Linked DNA regions of Sus scrofa: all the other regions are linked to region 2. The links are chromatin contacts, called in public HiChIP or PLAC-seq maps. All regions are on one chromosome and are shown on one strand. The core of a region is the stretch at or near the end of the contact, and the rest is flanking DNA. Distances in the headings are between cores, read along the strand shown.

Region 1 (3,394 bases), core at 472-2,971, 140 kb before region 2:
TTTAATGGAAACCTGCGATCAATGGAAACCTCCATTTATTTATTTATTTATTTATTAATTCATTTATGTTTTGCCCCAAAGTGGCATATGAAGGTTCCCAGGCTGGGGGTTGAATCAGAGCTACAGCTTCCAGCCTGTGCCACAGCCACAGCCACAGCCACTTGGGATCTGAATTGCCTCTGCAAACTACACCACAGCTCACGGCAACACCAGATCCTTAACCCACTGAGCAAGGCCAGGTATGGAACCCACATCCTCATGGATACTAGTCTGGTTGGTTTCTTATGAGCCACAAGGGGAACTCTGGAAACCTCCAGTTAGGAGAACATCTTTACCTTCCTCATGCATGGGTCACTCATCCCATAGACCTTGAAGCTCTCACATTAGGTCTGTGGGTCAGGGGATGGGGGAACCTAACCTTGGGCTTTGAGCTTTTTATTTCTTTAAAATGGGGCACAAAATAGCTCTGCTGGTCTGTGTGATCACAGAACAACTTTCCTCAGTCTCAGTTTCCCCATCTGCAAAAGGGAAACAGTAACAGTTTTATAGGTTTCAGATAAGGATGGAAGCAGGCCTATGAGTGGGGCCTTGTAAAATGCCCTAGCCTGTCAGTTATTAGCACTAGGGCCAAAAAACCCACCTCAAATCAGGGAATCATTTGTGGAAACTGGTAACTGCCCTTTACTGATTGGGTGATCTTGGGCAAATTACATAAACTCGCTGCACCTCAAGTTTCCTCTTTTTTACATAGAAGGACACCTTGTCTGTTGGAAAGCATGATTTAAAAGAACGCAGTGGCACCCTCAGCACCGTGTCAGGCATAAAAACAGCACTCAGTCGGTGGTTCCCTCCCCGCACCACTCAGGGACCTCATTCCTGCTTGACGACTATGTGACAGCGTTTTCCCAGACCGCTCGATGCCCCCAGCCTAGAGGCCTTCTGCCCCGCCTCCGGCCACACCCGAGGCTCCACGAAGTGCAGACTTGGAGAAACTTGCAAAGAACAAAACCACCCGTCAAGGCCCGAGCCTGCCTGCCCGCCCGCACGCGCATGCGTGCCTGAGCCACCGCTCGGAGCGGCGCCTGCTAGTTACCTTTCACCTAGTTCTGCCGGCTAGCTGCGCGGGGTAACTCGAGGGTAGACTCGGAGCCCAGAGCGCTTGCGCGCAGTTCGCTCCGCGCCGCTCCCGGGCGGCCAGAGCGTTTATTTTTTGGTGGTTTTGGTTCCCCTCTAAAATGAAGGGTGTGGGCTTCGCAGATGTGCCCTAATTTCTGGGTCTGTCGGGGCTGGGCACAGTCTCAGGACGGTGGGGCGATCCAGGCCCCCTGAGCCGTCACCCCCGCTCATCCCTCCGCCTCAGACTTCGCCTTGCTTGTCTTCCCCCTGCCCCTCTGTTGTCTTCACATTCCGCCTTTTTCCACAACTGGCCGGGATTCAGCTCTGCCCTCTCCGCATATCCTTTTACCCGAAAGGCTCTTAGGAAAGGAGCCCCGGGTTTCCGAATGGGTCACGCGCCCGCAGAAAAGCCCCATGGGCACAAAGTTAATGTTCCTGTTCATGCCAGGGAGGGTCCCGGACTTAAAGACAGGTTTGACGTGAAAAGAAGCACATTCTGGGTTTTTTTTTTTTTTTTTTTTTTTTTTTTTCACTTCGCATTGGCTACGTTGAAGATAGCGGAGGCCTCCTCGGGGTTACTATAGGGCACCGGGCGGGGCGTGCGCGGCTCTGGGGGAGGGAAGGTTTCCTCGTTCTCAGAAACCACAGTCGCAGAGACGCTTCTAATTGTCAGGCGAGGTTTTCAGTTCCCAACCACAAAACCCCTTGTTATCGGGGGTCCTTGTTATCTCCTCTCCTTTAGGGGTCCTCCCTCTCTGACATCTGACCGAATTAGGGGCCGGGAACACGATCTAGAATGGGGGAGAAAAACCACTTGTGTGCAGACAACCCTCTCCTTCTGTGTGCTGTTCCCCTCTCTTCCTTCCTCTGGTTCCTGCAATCTAGTAACGACCCTACACGAAAGAAGGCCGATTTGGGTTCTTCCAGGCTGTACCACCGACCCCAGTGATTTAGAATAAGTCCCTTTCCCTCTCCAGGATCAATATCCTCATCTGTAAGATGTAGGGGTTAGTCTGGATGATCCTTCAGGCCTTTAAACGTGAGATTTTCAATTCTATAATGTCATGTCGCCTCCATCTCAGCATGGCCAGCAGGGAATGCTGTTAAAGAGAATTACCATCAGAGTTACAAGTTTGTTCCATGATTGGACAATTTGAGGTTTTTTAGGTTTCTCTGAAAGATTGCATAACTGTCTCAAGACATTGCATTTAAGGTTAAGTATATAGGTCATTTCCCCACTGTCCTAATAGACATGAGGGCACCCACTCCGAATTATATTTCTTTGACTATGCCATTGCCCCAACACAGTGTGTAGTACAGCCAGTTTATTCTCTTAAGGAATAGAGGAAAATTTTTGACTAGCAAGGATAGGGGTCTTATGCTTTCATTTTAACATGAATAGATTTTTAAAACTCGTGAGCAGATAAATATATCACATGAGAAAAAATGTGAAGGCTGAACATAGAGAAACCATTTAGAAAAATGTTAATCTGATAAATCCTAAATGAGTCCATACATTTTAACAGATTAGTATAAAATCCTGCACTTAGTTAAAAAAATTACTAACATACTTTATAAGGAGGATGGAAATGAGGTGCTAATAAATATGGAGCTTCTTTATATTTCTATGTTATGTAATGCTTATAATGATACAATGAGTTGAGTACAAAACAATTGTTTCCATTTTTCTGAGGAAGAAACTGAACCAAAAGAGATTGAATATCTGGCCCAAGGTCACACAAGTAGCATGTGATAAAAATGAAATCTAGGGTTTCTAAGGCCAGGCCTTCTCTTTATGAGAGTGCCTTCCAATAATGGGTGTGTGTGTGTGTGTGTGTGTGTGTGTGTATTTACTTGGCACTCATGGAGGTGGGGTGTGGAGAAATGGAAAGACCAGATTTGTCTGGATGTGAGGGAGAGTATAGACATTTATTATTATTACTATTGTTACAGCTGATATTTATGTTCCATTTACTGTGTTAGCATCTTGCATGCATGAATTCATTTAATTCTTTTAATAGCCTTTTAGGGTAAATAATATTACTGTCTCTTTGCTAGCAGCTAAAGAAACTGGGCCTAAAAAAGAGAGGAGTGGTGAAGCAAGAATTCACCCTGGGACTGACTCCACAGGAGGACCTTTGTTCTAGGGGTTTATGTTGGTTAAAATCTCAGAATGAATCAGCAATGACTGTGGGTTCAAGGAGTCACAGGGACATCAGGTTGCATGACTAGAAATCCATGGTAAAAGAATGGAGGGGTCTGTTCTCTTGTGTGATGA
Region 2 (3,490 bases), core at 700-3,199:
CTGTTTTGATTTGAACATCAGAGGAAATGTAGAATCAACTTTAGAAGCATTTCTGATCTTAAATTACCTGGTTTGACCTCCTTACTTTTAGAGATGAAGAAACCAAGACTCCTAGATGTCTCAGGGCTAATTAGCTAGTGGCTAAAGGCCTGAAGTTTGGCCTAGAACTTCCTCCCACCGTTATTCTCAGCTCCTCGCTAATGACTTATGTGTAAAGAGGGTGATTCCCCTTCATCTCTCATGTGCCGCATTTGTCTTACCAGCAACTTCTCCTTATTTCTTCAGTAGCAAAGCCAGGCAGTCTATTTACGGAAACATTTGTTGGCAGATTGAAAAGAATAACATGATACCCCTAATTCAAATCTTTCCCTTGTAAACATCTGGCCTCTGAGTTCAACTTTGGGAGTGTAGTCTCCTGATGAAAACATTAAGTTGAGTTTTCCTTTCAGGTCCACATGTTAACAAGGTAGCAGGATAACTTTTGTCATAGGGTCAGAGGGCTTAACTTGCAAAAAAACCTGTTAACTTTTTCCACTGCCTCCCAGGCAGCGTGTGCTCATCTTTCTGACACCCAGTTTTGTTTCAGGTTAGACTTGGAAAGGAAGAACCATGTGGAACCCACTGTGTAAGGAGTTAAGCTTGGGGCGGTGGTCAGGCCCTAAACGTATAGGACACTGGGTAGGAATAATTTGTGGGGAAATTTTCTCAGACTTGGTCCAACCTTATTATGAGTTGATTCTCTAGCTCAGTTTTTGGCGTTTGTATCATTCTCAAATATCAAAACTCCCTTTATATTTTCTAAGAATAAAGTATTGCATGTCCACTATGGGAAATGCAAAACATGTGGAAAATACAGAAAACACCAAGAATCAGCACTGTCGACACGTCAGTGTATTGCTTTCGGTTCTGCTCTGTTTTCCATTTCTGCTCATGTGTGTCTGACCGAAGAGGCCTGGCTTTGGGGTCCCTTTCAGGAGAAGCCCTCTTCCAGGCTGCTGTTAGTCCCATTCTGAATGCTGGTGACCTCTCTGTAGGTGGAGAAGCTGGGTCTCCTGGGCTTCTTCCTGGAGGCAGAATGAGAAACAGAAACTGCCCTGCAAGCCCATGGCCACTTCTCTGGGGTCCTGTTAGCTGACACTGGCACACCCTGTGCCACTCTCACAGGTCCCTGCCAGCCTTGGAGAAAGCGAAGCAGGTACTTTGATGTGGGCGGCTGCCTCTGAGCTCAGGGTCTGCTTACAGCTTTTTCTTCTTACATCACTAGCCTGCCTTTATTCTGGGAAAAAAAAGTAATTCGTAATCAAAAACGGGTGATGTGTCTACTGCTCATGTGGTGGAAATTCTCCAACTGAGCAATATACATTTTTCTTGGCAGCTGCTTCCTGTGCTTTGCTTGCTCCCTGGTCCTGGGCAGAAAGGGCCACCTGCTTCTCTCAGTGGAACACCTTCAAGTCACTTTCCATCATGAGGGTCTCATTGTCTAACTTGCCATTTCTCTGGGACATATGGGAGAAGATAAATAAATGTACTCGTTGATCTGTTCAATGTTTGGAAGAGAGTTGGTTGTTTTGACCAAAGCACAACCTTTGAAAGGAAAAGGGAAGTAAGCTTCCCCTGGTTCTTGCAGTTTCACCAGTTTCCCTGTGAAATCCACATGACAAATGTGAGTCAGTCTGACTGTGTCCATATTTCAGAAGACACTGAGGTTCAGAAATGCTGGACAACTTGCCTACGGTCAGCTAGTAAATTAATTGGGAGAACTGGGATTTGATCCAGGACTGTTGGACTCCAAAGCCCATGTTCTTGCTGCTTTTCCCACTTTTGGTCTGAACCCTGATGGTAACTGGACTAGAATAGGAAGGAAATACTTCAAAGAAAGAAAAGATGGGTTAACAGGGCCTGGCCATAGGGTAGGGATGGGGACTTCTTGAACCAGAGGAGTCAAAGTGGACATGAGCTGCACATCTGAGTGACAGGAAGGTGGGGCTGGGGAGGCAGGGCAGGGAGCAGTGTCTCAGCTCTCTGTCCAGCACCCACCAGGTACCTGGCACAGCTAGGGGTTGGGGACTCAGAACGGAGCACCCTAACTTCCCTGTTCTCATGGGGCTGACCTGGGGTAGGAGACAGAAGTAAACTGGTCAGTGTATAATGTGACAGGAGGGATGCCAGCAATGAGGAAGAATAGAGCTGGGTAGAGGGGATGGAGGGCCATGAGGTGGTTTTTTAAAGGGGGTAATTCCTGACTGTCTGGTCAGATAGCATCTGCACCTGGAGAAAATGACAGTGGGGCCTGCACTCCACACAGAAGACACCATAGATTCCAAGATACTGATGTTGGGGCATGATGACCCAGGAATGTGTTTAAAGACCGGGGAGGAGGCCGGCATGGCCAGAACAAAGAGAGCACACGAAAGGGGGTGAGAGATGAGGTTGAAGCAGGAGGTGAATGCCATGCGGGCCTGGTGAGGCTGGATTTACACTGAGGGAGATCTGAGGAGGGCTTGGAGCTTGGGCATATGGTGTGACCTGGAGGATGAAGCTGCTTATATTCCGGTTGTTACACTGAGATGAAACAGGAGACGAGGCCAGGAGGGGGCCATTGCAGTAGAAGAGAAAGTAAGACAGCCCTCACTCACGCCACAGACGCTGATCAAACACCCACCCTCCATAGGCTGGAGGCCGAACAGCCCTGCTTCCCCATGAATGGGAGCACCTGGCAGAGGAGGTATAGTGTGTGAGCTGAGGTTTAGAAGAGTGAGTAGGGGGTTGCCTTTAAGATAGATTCTGGGACAAAGAGCCAAGAGTTTGAAATAACTTTGTCATTTATGTAGCCTCTATCCAAAGATGTGCTGGCTTTATGTAGGAAGACACTTGTCCTTTTGGTTGGCGATGGCAGGATGGTGGTGGCAAGGCAGCCTGTGGGAAGAGAAGTGAGTGCTTTTACTACTGTTTAAAGATCTCCAGGGCTGTTCACCTACCAACAAAAGGAAATGTATTCTGGCTGCCTCTCCCCTCTCTGACAAGTGATGAAAAGCTAAAGTCAGGAAGAGCTGGCCTCCTAATCATGTTCTCTCAGTGTTAGATGCCCCCACTCTGGGAGGGAGGAATCTTTGTGACCTCTGACCACCCTGGAGCTCCTGGTTCCCCTCCAGAGGCAGAAGGCAGAGGCAGGGTCTGTGGGTCTTGGACCCTGTCACTTGTAGAAGCCAGCAGGCCCTGTGCGATGGAAAACTGGGCACATGGGGTCAGAACCTAGGCTGCCTCCAGGTCAAGTGCAGGTCCCTCGGCCCCTCCTCTCTTCTCCCCGAGCCTCAGCCTTCCAGGCAATGAGAACACGCAGTGACATTTCAAGGAATGTAGGGATTTATTAATGATTTATTGTGAAATGCGTGGAAATACAAAGTACACTATAAATATTTAATTATAAGAGCTACTGGGCCAAGAAGTCCACACGGTGCTGGAATACATTTGTGTGTGAGACAAAACGCTG
Region 3 (3,905 bases), core at 1,279-3,778, 250 kb before region 2:
AAATCAATTTTTAATTAATATATATTATAAATCATTCTGGGAGAATGTATATGAATATCCTAATGCTTATTTTGTATGTGAAGCTTTGGAAGACCTTAATTTTTTATTTTGCTCATTGGTATTTTCTTAATTTTAATATTGGACAATACTCTAACAACAAAAAGTCTCAAAATAATAAATGATGAATCCTGTAGAAAAATAAAGAATGCTTTTGGTAGGGAGAATAAGCATTATCCTCTCTTACCTTCTTTGTAATTCAGGGATATTCTCTCTCATCCTCTGTGAAAAATACATAGCTAAAATATTATTTTCCTTCTTTCATTGATCAAAACCCTGCTGATACTTCCCTACATATCAGGTCTAATCTCTTCTGCCTTACTGTTAAGACCCTGTATAAACTGACCCCATTTTATCTTCTTACCTAATGTTAGTCCCATTCTTCACACTCACTCTATCCAGTCAAGTTCATTTCTTGGCTCCAGGTCTCTTGTCCTCAAGCTCTTTTCTGCTTCAGTGCCTTTATTTTACAGATTGGAATGTCATTTTTATCTCTCCAAACCTAAGCCATTTGTTCTATAAGACCCTACACTGATTTTCCCCTTTTCTGACTTTCCAGAGCAGTTCTAGTGTGTACTAAACCATTTAACATTTACCAATTGATTTCGCTTACGTAGGCTCAGCCCTTGATGCTGAGTGGCAGAGGCTAATTTCGCTTGCTGGTTGGAGGGTTTGAATACTTGGAAGACATACTAAAGGGAAGAAATAGCCAGGAATGATGCAATGAGTTCGAATCCAGAGAAGCAGACCAAGTAGACCTCAATTGGAGAAGCTGAGCAAGTGGCCACTTAGATGTTAGATCAAGCAGAGGGGCATGCAGTGTGGATAAGCATAGAGAAAGTGGTGGCTTCTTGTTTCTCTCACACTGAACTTATGGGATCTGGCTGGGCTGGGGACTGACCACCACTGCATACTCGCCCTGCCTTTAAGAGAGCCAAGTAGGGAGTTCTCCGAGGGTATTCTAGAGAACTTTACTTTACCACATTGTTGGTGCTACCACAAGTCCTGGTTGATTTAGACTGTTGTAATCAATTAGAAGAAGCTCAAGCTGGAAGTAACTTAGGCTAAAACCCTGTAAATTTACTTCCTCATGGAATCTCATAACCAACTGCAGGAAGCATGGCTGTAACCTGGCCTCAGGAACAACTGGGTCCTTAGACTTGGAGGCTGCCAAGAAATTTTTTATCTTCTTAATCTCCACTTCTTTCTAAATTTTGACCTTCTTTCCTGCAGGCAGCATTCTTCCACATGGTTTTAAATGTAGCTACTGAAGGTTTTCATATTTTTCAACTTCTACCACCAAAGAGAGATTCTCATATTCAGGTTGGGAGACTCCTAAAGACAGGCTCTGCTAGCTCACCTACGGTCAAATGCTCACCTCTAGACAAATGTGTGGGGGAAGATAAGACCACATAGATATTTGCCATATGGATATGGGTGGGGTGAGTAGTTCCCATGAGGAGGGGGTTCTGGGCAAACAATACCACGGATGTCCAATATAATAGAACATCGGCAACTGTGCACACGGTAATGCCCAGAACAGGCATGTCGGTCAGTATGCTGTAAATCAGGAAGGAAGAATGATGGTGTAGCACACCACCCTTCCTATTGTTAGAACAGAGTCAACAAGAGACTTGCTCCCTGAGGACTTGATAATTGTTGGACTAGCCTTCAACTCTGTATGCTGTCATTTTTTTTCTGTTACATTAACCCCAGGACCTGCGGCTCCCTTCAGACACCCAACAGCTCTGACATTTCTCTGCTCTGCCAAGACCGCTGACGATTTGCACTGTTATCTTGCTCTTTATGACTGCTAAGTCACTTCACTTCCCAGAGGGAGAATGTGAAGTCACCAACACTGCCAGGTCACTGGCAGCCTTAAGCTCTGGATGGAATGTTTCTGAGGAGAAATGTAAGAGAAGGAGCCGGATACTTCCTTTTAGCGGAAGGCTATTAGCTCATCCTGGGAAGGTCAGCTGGATGGCAGGATGGAGTATAGGAGTATTAGTATAAAATGCTTAACTCTGGCCAGATTTTCCCTAGCACTAGAGGGCACCAGAGTCAGTAAGTTCCCAGTTCATAATGCCGGTGGAGAGTCAGCTGTTAGGAAATAAAATGAGGGATAAAGCTGTGAGGTAGGGAAGATGACATGGCATGAGGACCCAGACAAGCTCAAATCCCCTTGTTGCATCTCTGCTTGCTCCATTCTGGCTTCTGCTAGTTGATCTGGGCTCCCCAGCTGCCTACCTACCACCACACCCCTGTTTCTGATAGTAGCTGCTGGGCTTTTGACCCATCACTTTTCTTCTGGTTTTATGCCTTTGCTTCTCTCTTCTGGTACATGGGTGCTCATTAGGCTCTCCAGTGGTCCTTTGAACCCAGTCTTTTTTTGTGACCTATTCTGGAGGTGGAGATGGTTCATCTAGGTGACCCTGGGCAGCCCAAGCTCCACAACCACCTGGCTCTACTAAGCTTAGTGGTACAGCTTCCAAATATACTGGTGGGGCATCTTTCTTTGCTAGGCCCCTCCAGTGCTATATAGGACTTAATCCAGTCTGTATTAACATTGCCTGTTAACTTATGATTGTGTTCCCCCGTAGCCTAAGTCGCACTCATCTCTGTATGCTCAGCATTTGGCATAGAGAAGGCTTAGCTGTAACTATACCTTTTATTTATTTATTCGACTGTACAGCATGGTGACCCAGTTACACATACATGTATACATTCTTTTCTCTCACATTACATGTTCCATCATAAGTGACTAGATAGAGTTCCCAGTGCTACACAGCAGGATCTCATTGCTAATCCATTCCAAAGGCAATAGTCTGCATCCATTAACCCAAGCTGTAACTATAAAATGATTGGGAAAATGCTCACTGTTGCCTTTGACTATGGCCTGGACCTGCCTTTCTCTGCTTGTCCTTTGGGTTCAAGATGTGGCTTATCACCACAATCTTTCCTATTCTTATTTTCTACCTGCTTTCCTTCCTTCTTCCATCAATGTGTCTGAGAGAGAGTGTAGTGTAGTGGTTAAGAATATGGATCCTAAAATCAAACTATCTTGTTTAAAATCTTGGCTTTATTACTTAGAAGCTGTGCAGCTGTTGGCAGGTGACTTTGCTTCTCTGCCTCAGTTTCTTCATCTGTCAAGTAGGAATAATAATACTACTACTATGAGAAGTGTGCTTGGAAAAGCATGTGGTACACAGCAGGTGTTCTAGAAATGTTAGCCATTGTTACTGTTCTCTACCTTCACAGCTCAACCCAGTAAAGGTGGTTTGACTTTGTTCCCTCTTGAATTCTTGGGCAAATCCCCAACCATCCTTTTCCTTGCACTCGACTTGTGTGCCTCAGTCTCATCCTCTGGTCCACCTAGCCCAATATTTACAAATATCTACCCATTTCTAATCAGCTAACACTGAGCTGTAGCCCAGGAGATATCTGGACTCATTCTTTATAAGTGTCAGCAACACCTCCTCTACTTGTGTTTCTTTCCTCAGGCCAAGTCCTGACTCAAACCTTGGCCTTTTAGGGGAGCTGTAAAAGAGTAAGGCAAAAGTTGGCAAAGTGTTTTTTTTGGGGTAGAGGGCTAAATACTAAATTTAAAAAAATTGGAGTATAGTTAATTTACAGTGTTGTGTTAGTTTCTGGTTGTACAGCAAAGTGATTCAACTATACATATACATACACACACATATATATATGTATATATACATTCTTTTATACTCCTTTACATTATGGTTTATTATAAGAGATTGACTGTAGTTCCCTGGAATATACAGGACCTTGTTGTTTATTTTATATATGGCAATTTATATCTGCTAATTCCAAACTCCTAATTTATACTC

Evidence for each region. HiChIP or PLAC-seq counts read pairs in DNA pulled down with a chosen protein or histone mark.
Region 1: an H3K27ac HiChIP or PLAC-seq map of alveolar macrophages shows a contact between it and region 2. The contact joins two enhancer-like sites. A contact is called at or near these places in 1 of 47 Hi-C or Micro-C datasets (embryonic fibroblasts) and 1 of 2 datasets of contacts at active chromatin or transcription factors (alveolar macrophages).
Region 3: a contact with region 2 is called in an H3K27ac HiChIP or PLAC-seq map of alveolar macrophages. The contact joins two enhancer-like sites. A contact is called at or near these places in 4 of 47 Hi-C or Micro-C datasets (adipocytes, mesenteric adipose tissue, omental adipose tissue and 1 more) and 1 of 2 datasets of contacts at active chromatin or transcription factors (alveolar macrophages).

What each region holds. Positions count from the first base shown.
Region 1 is chr1:246,345,723-246,349,116 of Sscrofa11.1, reverse strand. LOC110256014 (a long non-coding RNA gene) reads right to left here. Exons shown (of 3, transcript XR_002337123.1): 3 at 1,655-2,216. Among named protein-coding and RNA genes, the nearest start is that of ABCA1, 69 kb to the right of the region's middle. Within about 2 kb of position 1,721, at least 71 of the 83 cell types and tissues checked have an H3K27ac peak or open chromatin away from gene starts, as enhancers often do. A contact at or near this core is called in alveolar macrophages, where this site is marked.
Region 2 is chr1:246,202,975-246,206,464 of Sscrofa11.1, reverse strand. All of the region lies in intron 8 of ABCA1 (ATP-binding cassette, sub-family A (ABC1), member 1), which reads left to right. Among named protein-coding and RNA genes, the nearest start is that of ABCA1, 74 kb to the left of the region's middle. Within about 2 kb of position 1,949, at least 12 of the 83 cell types and tissues checked have an H3K27ac peak or open chromatin away from gene starts, as enhancers often do. A contact at or near this core is called in alveolar macrophages, where this site is marked.
Region 3 is chr1:246,456,659-246,460,563 of Sscrofa11.1, reverse strand. No RefSeq gene overlaps it. Among named protein-coding and RNA genes, the nearest start is that of SLC44A1, 90 kb to the left of the region's middle. Within about 2 kb of position 2,528, at least 13 of the 83 cell types and tissues checked have an H3K27ac peak or open chromatin away from gene starts, as enhancers often do. A contact at or near this core is called in alveolar macrophages, where this site is marked.